Linked DNA regions of Arachis hypogaea: region 1 is linked to region 2. Evidence: chromatin contacts called from public Hi-C data. All regions are on one chromosome and are shown on one strand. Each heading gives the region's core, a stretch centred on a gene start, on an enhancer-like site or on the middle of the called end of the contact. The rest is flanking DNA. Distances are from core to core; before and after follow the strand shown.

Evidence for each region. Hi-C and Micro-C count contacts between places; a contact is called where the count stands out from the background.
Region 1: a Hi-C map of an unstated tissue shows a contact between it and region 2, with 3 times the contacts expected there. The contact joins the enhancer-like site here to the promoter of LOC112719924 in region 2. A contact is called at or near these places in 3 of 8 Hi-C or Micro-C datasets (leaf and an unstated tissue).

The regions. Positions count from the first base shown.
Region 1 is chr11:3,600,163-3,602,862 of arahy.Tifrunner.gnm2.J5K5, forward strand. No RefSeq gene overlaps it. Among protein-coding and RNA genes, the nearest start is that of LOC112724013, 14 kb to the left of the region's middle. Within about 2 kb of position 1,344, at least 2 of the 3 cell types and tissues checked have open chromatin away from gene starts, as enhancers often do.
Region 2 is chr11:3,530,528-3,533,227 of arahy.Tifrunner.gnm2.J5K5, forward strand. LOC112719924 (DNA replication complex GINS protein PSF2) reads left to right here and starts at 1,288. Exons shown (of 10, transcript XM_025770663.2): 1 at 1,288-1,700; 2 at 2,130-2,371.

The DNA.
Region 1 (2,700 bases), core at 94-2,593, 70 kb after region 2:
ATAACCATCGGCTCTGATACTACTTGTTGGGTCAACCGTGGGGAGCTCTCGACTACTGGAAAGACTTCGGGGAGGAATCAAATAAGATAACATAAGATGAGAAGACATCACATCCAACTCAAAACCTTAAGGTACGTAGTAAATTAATGAATCTCTCATCTTATAAACTTCTTACTCTTCAAAAACTAATTTTATGCGTTCCTCACATTTACAACACTAACAGTGCCTAATTTCTTTATGTTAGATGCTTAGGAGTAGGAAGGTCTTGAAGGGTGGAGTGTGGAGGCGCCAAAGCATCATGGCTTAGGGAGGTTACATAGGAATAATGGACGGATTTTTTCATTTCTTTTTAATTATTGGTTAAGTGTGAATTTTTATTGTATATTTTTTTTAAGTTGAACAAAAAAAAATATATGAAAATATATTAAATGGTATAAAATCATATTTAACAAAATAAATAAAGAAAAAAATTAAAAAAATTTCACTTTCATGCAATAAGTGCTGAGTCAACAAAGTGGAAAAAAAGCATTGGAAGTCTTTTTTTTATTTTGTGGTCATTTATTTTACTTTTTAACAGAAATAAAAATAGCCGCTCTTATATTTTTTGGTAATTAGATATTAGTCATCTTATACTTTGTTGCTAAAAGGTTTTAGTGACAATTATACTATTTTCGGTAAAAATATTTTTAATTATCGCAAAAAGTATATATAATTACCATTATAACATATAAAAATAACGGCAGATATATAATTGTTGCAAAAACATAAATTAAATAAGATATACAGTGATCGTTATGTTATTACCATTAAAATTTTGTCGGTAAAAATAACTTTTATTGCAGTTATGTATTATATTAAATAATTTAATTAAGTATATCAAATTATCTAATAATTTTTAATTATTATTTTATATAAAATATTTTTACGTGATTAATCACCTTAATTTACTCCAAAACACCATCCTAATTGGAGTATTTAATCACCTTAACATCCATGACTGACCTTGGAATATTTAATCAATTAGATATTAAAAAAAGTAGTATGAAAATAAATATTATAGGAAACACCACAAAGCGTTTGATTTTATTTAATGCTACAATGAAGTTTTTAGATAAAAGTTTTTTTTTTCCTTGTGTAATATATAGTTTTTGGTCGGTCTTTTGTGTGTCATCTAATGAGATCTATTCTATAATATATTTTTTTGGACTTGGATAATGTTTTTCTTTTATAGGTGAATATTTGTCGTATGTTTTGGACCTTAGTCAAGTTTTTCGTTAGGCCCAAAAGATAGTGCTAGATCACAGAATGAAGCAGAAACCTGCGACCCAATGGCTATTGACTGAATAAGGAGTTAGCAAAGCCACTATTAATTTTCCTTCACAAACCAACTTGGTTACTCGAGTGCACTAGAGATATTGTGAAAAAAAAAAAAAAAACCTTCACATATTGAGAATTCGAATTTTATTTATAATGATTAGTTTTTAGTCTGTCGGACTAGAGATACTGTGAAAAAAATCCTTCACATAATTAAGTTGAGTTGGTCTAATGGTTAGTTTACTAATCTTAAACAAATGTGAGAGTTTGAAAAATTCCCAAAAAAAAAAAAGGGGATCCCTTCACATGATTATGGAGCTAATTAGTAGCTTCTCTACTGATGAGACTTATCTTTAAGTTTGATGTTGATATAATGCTAAATTGGTAGATTATTCTGAAATAGCATCCTATTTTAGAAATTATTTTTTGTTAAAATTTCAGGTTATTTTTTATGGTATACTTCTGTTTCATGGAAGCTAGCTTAACAGTTCTATATCAAGGTTGAATATTTTACGTTAGTTGACTTTGAATTCTACTTAAATAGTTTATTGCTCTCTGGAAATAGGATAATGCAAAAATTTGGTCCTTTTCGTGGGAACTCTCCTCAGATAATTCTAGCTAATATTTATTGATTGATTTATTAATTTACTTATTTTATGTTTGTTGAATTTTGTCTCGATTTATAGTATACACAGATACGGATAATCAGATAATCAGAATATAACTGATTGACTCGATCCAAGTTAATTAATCTAGTATTTATTGGATACTTGGATAAAATTCAGTAAAACCTAACTTTAATCGGTTTAAGTATTAGATTCATGGTTACAAATCTAAATCCACCCGATTAGATTAGATTGTATAATATAATATATAATATACATTAAGATATGTCAAATTGTGAATATTAAATGATATTTATTTAAGTACGAATTTGATGATGTATTATAATTTGTAATGATTTATTTTCTCTTTTTTTTACTATTACAATTTATCGAATTTTTTCTCATTTTATTCTTTTTTTTTAATTTAATTTTTAAGTAAATACTCAATTATCCAAATAGCTTCGATCTGAATTCAATCCGTTCAAATTAGTTGTTTGAGGGCACTCATCTTTAAAAAAAAAAAAAAAAAAAAAAAAAAACTCTTACTTAATCCAAACTAAACCGATTAAATTTTATTGGTTCCATTCTTTTTCTGCTCCAATAAATTTAAACCAATCTGATATGTGTACTCCCCTAATTTATATGGTAATTAAAATGCTTCCCACCAAGAAAAGGGAAATAATAAAATACGTTAATAAATAATAAGTTGATTAATTAGATGTAGACGAGCCCCTATTGCTTCAGGCAGTGGAAATCATGAGACCCCGTTAGTCGGAAACGA
Region 2 (2,700 bases), core at 38-2,537:
GATAGAGGGAGGAGGTTGGATGCGGTAGTCGCAGATGGTGGAGGCTATGGTGGCTCGCGGTGGTGGTTCAGCCTTAGGCCAATGGAAAGAGCTACAATGCTTGAGGAAGGGAGAAAGAGAAAGGAAAATTGGGAGAGAAGGGTAATGGCTCCAATTGGAGGAACAATGGTGATGGTGGAAGGTGATGAAGCCCACGTGGAGGTGGTGGAACTGCCAGCTCAGCGCTCCGGCTGCTAAGTCACGCCGGAATTGGGTGGAGGGACCAGAATTTCGCACGGAGCTCAATCTGAAGGGTGCAATTAGAGCATTTCGAAACTCAGGGGTAACATTAGTGTACGGGCTCAATCTGAGGGACTATTATGGGGTTTTACTCCGCAACTTTGCCTAACTAGCTTTACAAGCAATCTGACTCTGCTCTCTAACCTCAACAGATGGGACCTTTGAATGAAAAATTTGAAGATAGGAAAATCTTAGCAATGGTGTCGTTTATGTTTTGGTAAGGTGCTGGATTTTTTCTCGAACCAAAAAGAAAAAAAAAATATTTGACTTCACTCGTACACCTTCCTAACTCATCCTGCTTCACCCTCAGATTCTGAACCACGCCACATTAAAAAACACCACTTCCATCTCAACTTGTGAGTGAAAAAATTGAAACTCATGTTGTAACCCGTCTTCACGGAGTAAATGTCATTTTCCTTGTTACTTCGTACAATTTTATCATCTTCTTGTCTGATTGGGGTTTATAGAATTGCTTGTTTAGTCTTGGGTTAAATATATTTTGAATGAGTTGTGCTTGTGCATTGCAGCCTCTATTTTCATTAATTAGCAAATAATGGTTAAATTAGTTCCTGAAGGATGAATTTTAAATCCGTCCACGAATGATTTTTTCAATCAAATTAGTTTCTGAAATATTTAAAATTAATCACGTTTGTTCTTCTGTCAATGGATTAACAGTTTTCGTTAACTTCCTGTTACTGATATGATGCTCGATATTTGCTTTGTGCAGGCCTCAAAATTTACGCATGACAAGAGAGCTACTAGCTGTAACTTGATTACTCTACGCATGACAATGGATTAATCACATTATTCTTTTTTTTTTCTTTGTAGGACAAGTGAAAAAATTCCTAATTTCCTATGCATAAAAAATAAAAAGATAGAGGGAAAGAGAATTCCCTTGGCAAATACCTCTTGTAGACTTAACAAAGTCTTGAGTCATGAATAAGACACAGTAGTCAAACACTCCTCTAATTATATCTAATCCATCGATCACAAAAGCTAATTTGCTTTGTAATCCTCCGGAGTAAGCTCGCAATCCCCACCTCATTATGTTCTTTAGAAAATGCATCAATTCATAAACAATAAGCACATTATCACTAATCAGTCTTCACCTTATGAAAGCGATCTGGTTATCACTTATGACTCTATACATAACAAACTGCATTCTATGTACTAGCACTTTAAAAATAATTTTATAGAACATAGAATCCAAGCTAATAGGTCTTATTTGAGTCATAATAAAAACACTAGTCACCTTATGAATCAAGCAAATGTGTGTGTGTGTCTGTGTGATTAAAGGATTTCGGCATATTACCTCCATTAAAGAAGCTTGTCACTGCTTGAATAATGTCCTCTTTGATCATGCTCCAGTAAAACTGATAAAACTTTGCAGTGAATTCATCTTCTCAAGGTGCAAAGAAAAGGTAAATGGAAAATTTGCTCTTCTATTCTCCTTCTCATTTGTCGGCCTTGTGAGAATTCAATTGGTGCTCTGGCTGACTTTTTGAGGAATTGTGCTAATTTTTTCACTCGGATCCCTCAGTTAGAGATGCAGAATAAATTCTGAAAGTACTCCTGAGCAATTCCTCCAATCCCTTTAGCGTTTGATGTAGTACCTCCACGACCATTTTCTAATTTTTCCAATCTGTTTTTCTGGTTTCCAATGAGTTTTAGAATGGAAAAACTGTGTGTTCATGTTTTTCCATTTCAACCATTGGACTCGTAATTTTGCTCTCCAAAATTGAACAAGTATTAGACCTGTAAAAAACCGGTTCGACCTGGCCGGTTTTTAGTAAACTCGGTGACCCGGCTGGTCATGTTTAATTGTTTATTATTTCAATCTCTCCCCTCAGGCCTCACCTCGTCACTCTCTCCCCTCACCTCGTCTCCGGTCCGTCACTTTTCTCTCGGTCTCGGACTCATCTCAGACTGAAGCTCGTCGTCACGGTCTCGCACTCTGTCGCGCCTTCCCTGCGCTCGCTTCGTCAGCGGCAGAAGCAGACGGAACCAGCATCTGGTCCCTCTGGCGGTGGTGGTGGTCGTCTTGTTTCGGCCGTTAGTTCAGTTGGTCAACTTCCTCCACCGTCAGTCCCAGGTGAGCTCTCTTCGATCCTGTTTTTTCAGACTTTCAGTGTCAATTTCAGTGTACCTTAGGGTTTCATAGTGAAATTAGAATTTTATGGTGATGGACTGGTGGTTGTTGTTGTTGTATGTGGTTTTTTAGAATTGTTGAAGCTGAATACTAGGGATTTGAAAATTATTATAGTTGAATTTGTTGTTGCAAATTATGAATGAGTTGCATTTGTTGTTGTATGTTGAAATGTTGCTGAACATATCACTGAACAAAGTTTTTTGTTGCTGGATAATATTATTGAGTTGAATTTTGTTGCTGGATAACATCGCTGAGTTGAGTTGAATTTGTTG